2 separate regions of the Sus scrofa genome follow, and region 2 is linked to region 1. A link is a contact called in public Hi-C data. All regions are on one chromosome and are shown on one strand. Each heading gives the region's core, a stretch centred on a gene start, on an enhancer-like site or on the middle of the called end of the contact. The rest is flanking DNA. Distances are from core to core; before and after follow the strand shown.

What was found. A called contact is a pair of places that touch in the nucleus more often than the background predicts.
Region 2: a Hi-C map of liver shows a contact between it and region 1, with 1.8 times the contacts expected there. The contact joins two enhancer-like sites. A contact is called at or near these places in 4 of 47 Hi-C or Micro-C datasets (epiblast stem cells, liver and skeletal muscle).

The regions. Positions count from the first base shown.
Region 1 is chr15:111,007,821-111,011,370 of Sscrofa11.1, forward strand. All of the region lies in intron 7 of PLEKHM3 (pleckstrin homology domain-containing family M member 3), which reads right to left. Among named protein-coding and RNA genes, the nearest start is that of FZD5, 89 kb to the left of the region's middle. Within about 2 kb of position 1,516, at least 5 of the 83 cell types and tissues checked have an H3K27ac peak or open chromatin away from gene starts, as enhancers often do. A contact at or near this core is called in liver, where this site is marked.
Region 2 is chr15:111,128,134-111,131,683 of Sscrofa11.1, forward strand. All of the region lies in intron 3 of PLEKHM3 (pleckstrin homology domain-containing family M member 3), which reads right to left. Among named protein-coding and RNA genes, the nearest start is that of PLEKHM3, 56 kb to the right of the region's middle. Within about 2 kb of position 1,973, at least 18 of the 83 cell types and tissues checked have an H3K27ac peak or open chromatin away from gene starts, as enhancers often do. A contact at or near this core is called in liver, where this site is marked.

The DNA.
Region 1 (3,550 bases), core at 266-2,765:
CAGTCTATTATGTTATTGGTTTTATAAAAGGTAATTCTCTCACTTCTGTTTTTCATATGAATTATGTTTTTATTTTATTTTAGCTATTTATTTAGATTCCTCATATAAGTGATATCATGATACTTGTCTTTGGCTTACTTCACTTAGTATGTTAATCTCTAGGTCCAGCCATGTTGCTGCAAATGGCATTATTTCATTCTTTTTTGTAACTGATATATATATATATCTCCCACATCTTCATTATCCATTCATCTGTCGAGGGACATTTAGGTTGCTTCCAAGTCTTAGCTATTGTAAAGAGTGCTGCTACGAACACTGGGGTACATACATCTTTTCAAATTACGTTTTTCTCTGGATATATGCCCAGGAATGGGATTGCAGGATAATGGGGTAGCTCTATTCTTAGTTTTCTGAGGAACCTCCATTACCGTTTTCCACAGTGGCTATACCAATTCACATTCCCACCAGCAGCGTAGGGAGATTCCTTTTTCTCCACACCCCCTCCAGCAGTTATTGTTTGTAGACTTTTTGGTGGTGACCATTCTGACTGGTGTGAGGTCATACCTCATTTTAGTTTTGATGTGCATTTCTCTGATAATTAGCAGTGTTGGGCATCTTTTCATGTGCCTTTTGGCTATCTATGTGTCTTCTTTGGAAAAAATGTCTTTAGATCTTCCACCCATTTTTGGATTGAGTTCTGATGAATTACTTTTTAGAATGTTATCTTTCCCTGTTTTCTCATCGAAAGGTTACAAAATTCTTCCCATTAATTTTGGTGAGAACATTCACCCCCACCCAACCATCACCAGCAGTAAGTGAAAATAGTTAAGGGTATGTAGTAATCTTTTACCCTCCTAGGATGCGTCATGGGTCCCTCAAATTAGGCTAGTGCTCTGATAACAGGGTGAGGCAGAGAGGGTACTGTACCGAGGTTCCATAACTGGAATCTCCCACTAGCTATAGGTGTGGTGTTAGATGAGGATGTTGGCTTCCATCGGGGGTGGGGTGGGGTGGGAAAGGGGCGTGTATTGCAAGGTATGGGGGTGGTGGGTAAATGATTGCTAAGCTCTCCAAATTTTATGCTCTGATGTAATTCAGTCCAATTAGCGACTTTTGTATAGAGCGTAAACATCTATGAACCATGCCTTTATTTCTATTTGAGGTACTTCGGAAGAATCAGGAACCAAACAGAAGGTCATTAATGGTAAATTATAGATGGCATATGCAGATATATCCTGACGTGGTACTGAGTGGTTTAATATTCAGAAAACTGAAGGGGTTTAATAAAGACATAACAGTGCATGACAGCTTAAATAAAAACCAAAAGGCAACTTTAACGAGTTGTCTGTACTATAATTGATTGGATTTAAAAAGTCTCAAAGTATCATAAAGATATACTGACAAAGCCAAGATACTATTATACTTCTGGAATTCTAAAGCATAAAATAGTTCATTTCAGAATGTATTGCTCAGTCTGAAGAGTCAACACTTTTTTTATGGAAAGGTAAATACGCCTTCTCCTCCCTATTGTGTATTCAGGTTACTTATTTACAGTCCCACGGGGAGGGAAAAACATGCACACTCAACAATGACCTAAAAGATGTTTTGAAAATTAAGTTATCTGGGTAGCCTAGCAAAATTCAATTTTTTTTTTACTGCTTTACTCCATTTAAAATGTTTAATAGAATGAAATTACATGAAATAGTTCTACTTTTATTTGAATTATCTCATATGCCCAAATGCAAAACTCAAATTTTTCACAGTAAAGTCTCCATTGGGCCAAAAAACCCACATCTGTCCCTGATGTGTAATAGAATCTTAGGTATAACTTGATAAAATCAGGTATCTTGGTAATGTCTACATTGAAGCAGTTTCCCTGAAATTATTTTAAAAGCTATTTAAAATAAAAGAAATATGTTGAGAAGCAGAGATTTAAAAAACTAAAATAAACCATTCATTTATGAATTATTTATTGAGCATTTATTATGTGCTGTTCTAGATGTAGAGGATGGAACAGTGGGCAAAATAGAAAAAGGCCATTTCCTTATGGATCTTATATTATTTCAAAATGGTGGACTGAGTCACAATTTGAATTTGTACCTTAATCTCTTTGGGTAAATTGTATCAAAAATCAGTCAACTTCACGGTGAAAGCATCATGACAAATTATCAAATAGATGAATACGAAATGCTAAGCAAAGGAGCTGAAGTAAAGCTCTTATAAGCTCTTACTTATTTGAACAATAAGAGCTTAAAACAGTGTCATAGGGTTGATATGAAAATGGCAGGGGAGGAGGGGTGATGGCTCCTTAGAGGTCGCAGAGCAGTTTAGTGGCAGAGTTAAGAATGACACCTAGACTTCTGTATTCCTAGTCCAATGATCTGTCTGTGGATTAGCCTGCCTCTATTTATTAAATGGATCTTAATAATTTTAGAGCCAATTACAATTTTTTCCTGTAAAAGCACCCATCGGTACAAGTGTATAGTTTTTTTTTTTTTGGTCATTTTGTCTTTTCTAAGGCTGCTTCCCACGGCATATGGAGGTTTCCTGGCTAGGGGTCTAATCAGAGCCGCATATGCTGCAGGTGTGGCCCTAAAAAGCAAAAAACAAACAAACAAGAAAACCCCCCAAAACATATATATATACAGAGAGAGAGAGAGAGTTTTTTTCTAACTAACTTACCTTCCTTCCTTCCTCCCTCCGCCACACCTGAGACATACGGAGGTTCCCAGGCTAGGAGTTGAATTGGAGCTGTAGCTGCCAGCCTACACCACAGTCACAGCAAGGCGGGATCCAGGCTGTGTCTGTGACCTATACCACAGCTCATGGCAACTCCAGATCCCTAACACACTGTGTGAAGACAGGGATTGAATCTGAATCTTCATGGATACTCTGGGTTTGTTACTATTGAGTCACAACGGGAACTCCCAAGAACTTTTTTCTTTATACTTTCATGTATTTTAAAATTCTTCTATAATGAACATCAATTAATTTTATTTTACTATTTTTTAAAAATTAATTTTATAGTTAGAAGGGACTGTGTTTAGAAATGCACAGCATGGAGTTCCCGTCGTGGCGCAGTGGTTAACGAATCCGACTAGGAACCATGAGGTTGCGGGTTCGGTCCCTGCCCTTGCTCAGTGGGTTAACGATCCGGCGTTGCCGTGAGCTGTGGTGTAGGTTGCAGATGCGGCTCGGATCCCGCGTTGCTGTGGCTCTGGCGTAGGCTGGTGGCTACAGCTCCGATTCAACCCCTAGCCTGGGAACCTCCATATGCCGTGGGAGCGGCCCAAGAAATAGCAAAAAGACCAAAAAAAAAAAAAAAAAAAAAAAGAAATGCACAGCATTTATTAAAGCAGCTTAAGGACATAAAAGGTCAGGTCAGCACTGAGGATTTCACAAAAGTCTTGTCTGTGTTCACAGACATTCTGAAACATTTTGATGTGTGAATATAGGAGCCACTAGGCCAAGGAGAAAAGTCATTTACCAAGTTGCTCTTTGACCAAAGTTTAAAAGCCAAAAAAACTAGCATTGTGTTCCCGTTTTTATC
Region 2 (3,550 bases), core at 723-3,222, 120 kb after region 1:
TGGCTTCTCAGGAACCGAGTAAGATTAAATAATTCAATTTTTTATGTCTTATTCCACAACCCCACCCACCCACATGTAAATGTTATTAAATGCACAGATTTTTTAAAAAAGCTGAGTAAGGAACTGAAGAGAGGAATCTCAGTTGAAAGACTAGTTTTAGACGTCTGTTACCACAAATGAGAAACTTAAAAAAAAAAAAAAAGCAAAAAAAACCCACTTTTCTGAGCACCAATAATCAGTCTGCTTCCCCCTTTCTGTCTTCTCACAACCACTGTTCTGCCTTAAATGGAGCAGGGGGAGAGAAGGAAGTTCGCTCCAAAGATAAACTTGTCAAAAGCCTACTCTACAACCCAAATTCCTCACTACCTGTTTGTGAATGTCAGCCGGGAGCCACTGCTGAAAAGCTCTGGGAGGGAAAAAAAAGAAAAAAAAAAAAGAAAAAAAAGCAAGGGGAGAGAAGGGAAAAGGAGGGGTGGGGCAAAGAAAAACTAGAGTGCAATTCAAACAAAAATGAAATCTCACACACACACACACACACACACACTCAGACAAAGAGAAGGGGGAAAAGGCTCCCCCTCCCACCTCAGGTCCTAACCACATACTTCTTTATCAGAGGTTCATTGTCAATCAATTAGCCGAGGCAGCAGGGGTCTGTGAGGTGGGGGCACCCAGGGAAACAATGGGCAGCCCTGTTGTATTACTATTTAATCACTTTTGCTAAATAAATAAAGCAGCCCCGAGGTGCTGTCATGTCAAGGGAATTTATAACAAAAAAAAAAAAAAAAAAAAAAAAAAAACTTCATTTTTCATTGGTCATTCCTTTTTTCCCTTCGGGACAAGAGAGGGTTATTACTGTAGCCTTAAGTTCCATCTTTGTGTTTCTTGCCTTTGATTCCCACTCGGACCCTGCCACTTTCTGGCACTAATTTGTCAGGCTGAACAAAGAGAGGATTTGTACCTCCTGTAAGGTCTCAATTAGGAATGGCTTCTGCTGTATTATGTGCCATTCAGAGAGGACACAATGCCGGTAATTACAGGAATTTGCACTAAATGGCTGAAGAATTCACAGCAAAACTCCCCCCCCCCACCCAAACCCCTTGGGTTTACCCCTCCCAAAGCCTCGGGGTGGCGGGGGGCGGGGGTGGGGAGCAAAAAGCTCTTAATGCCAGAGAGACATAATTACCAACAGCAGTCCCAAGAGGTTAAACAGCAGCCAAAGGAGTAAAACAACCATAAAAACTGACAGTGTGAAATGGTGGAGGGGATCCCCTCAGCTGGCTGTTTTTCTTGCTGTCTCTTCTGCTAACATTTTCAATTTCAGTTCAGAGTCAGGAACAGTGACCTGGGCTGTCTGATTTCACTTCCAGATTACAAAGCAGTAACATGTGAGCTTTGCATCTCTAGTAGCATCTATAAACAAGGCCCAGGGCCCTTTTATCATAATACTCAATTGCTAGGTTTCTTGATTGCTGGGAAATTACAGGAAAAAATATCCCTATGTACCAGGGCCAAGAAAACCATGTATCAATTGAGAGGAAATAGATATGTATACATGTCTAATTCCTGAAGAAAACCAGGCTCCTGCCTTATAATTCAATTTATACTGCATTTTGTGAACGACCTCATTTAGAACCACTTACAGGTACATACTCCATAAATATTTTAATAAGCTGCATAGTCATTTGTTTTAGCATTAATATTTTAACACCACAGATGCCCCACTGCCAAACATAATTTTGAATCCCAACCAATGACTTCATTAAAGAAGCATTCCTCATTTTCTGCTTACAGAGGTGGTTTCTGCAAGGCTGACTAAAGCACCAGTAAATTAATTGTCCTTAAATACCACTTTCCTCACGTGCTTCTCTGCCCAAGAACCTTCTGTGATTCAGGGTCGAACATGTAGTTCAGCCTTATCAAACAGTGCTTTTGCGTAGGTCAAAAATGACCGAATGCCTGCAATTTCATAGAGTTCCACTTTGCACCACCCCTGGCAGCTCTCTAATCTGACATGAGGACCTCACTTCCACAGCTCGGCTCACAGCTGCCATTTGGCATCAGTGAGGGTGATGATTCCACTGACGTCTTCTCTGGGGGACTGCAAGTGCCATGAGGGCAGGGACCACGTCGGCTTTCTCCAAGCACTGACTTGTCCAGGTGCACTTGACTTTTGGGCTCCTACAGTAAATGAATGGAAGAACTTAACTTTCAAAGGCATGGTCTCAGGAAGAAGGAATGGCGAAGAGAAAGGGCCTGGAGCCATGAATGACCAAGGGAGGAACAGACCAGAACAGCAAGACGACCACTGTAGCTGGGTTTCCTAGCACGGGACGGCCATGGAGCTAGAGACAAAGCCATGCAACAAACCACACATAATCAAATACAACTATAAAAAGTCCAAGCACATGTTAAGAAATACACACTTACGCACAAGCATGTATTTTCCAAACCATAACCTCAGGCATTTGGGGATGGTCGGGGTCCATTTTCTCTTCAGGGGCTCTTTAAGTTTTAAAAAAGGATACAGAAAATTCTTCACCTACAGATAGAATTTAGTGAAATGAGGCCAACTGCACTATTTTGTAGATTTAAAAGCCAACATTTGTGGCTCCCCTGAATAGCAGCTGAATGACATCATGATAAAGAGCGGCTCGGTACAGTCTCCCACTTTTAAAGTTTATGCATCACAAATATTTAAAGGCGGGGGTGGGGGGACACTAAGTGGACATAAACACTCGTACTCTAAAGAGGCGCACTTAAATGGTGAAATATTGCGAATTAGCTTTCCCACAAACGCCCGATAAAGCCAAGGTTCAACTGAAAACAATCTGCTGGACTTTTTGACCGTTTGGAAGGTAAACATGCTATGCAACCAGCTTTTTTACTGAACGTGTGTTTTTATGAGGTTGAAAAGTTTGGGGACCCAAGTTACTAAATGAATAAACAGCTGGTTTAGATTAACTGTGTTTGTGAGAAACATAGATCAATTTTAAGTTCCATCTGCTATAATAATCTTTGATAAAATGAACAGCCTCCCAAGAAATTGCAAAAACATTCAGAGGTTTTGCTCAACAAGTTCTGGCCTTTTTCTTTTGAGACTCTGCCCCCTACAGGAGATGACATCTTCCTACCTGAGGTAGGCAACCAGTACGCCAGGTATGGTTCATTAAGGAAAACGGAAAGCCACCCATAAACCAGGGTACCACAAAGCAACTGAGCGTAGCAGTTTCAGATGGAAGAGGGGACACTGAAGTGAAACTAAAAATTTCTACTTGAGAATCAGCCACACTGTACAAATTAGGATTGACCTCTCCCCACGCCAAACAAGAAACCTACCCGTGCCCCCATTAGAACTCCAAACCAAAGCATGAAGGTAAGAGCGGAGCCGAGGAAATGAGTTTCAGACCACATCTACGCCTGCCTCCTGAGTTCCCTGTTACCACCCACCCCCAACTTATTCTCCAGCCATTCAGTGAGCCCGGATTCAGACAGCAAAGGGAAGCATCCCAAAACACGGACCCAAAAGCAGCTGCCCCAAGGTTCTATCTCA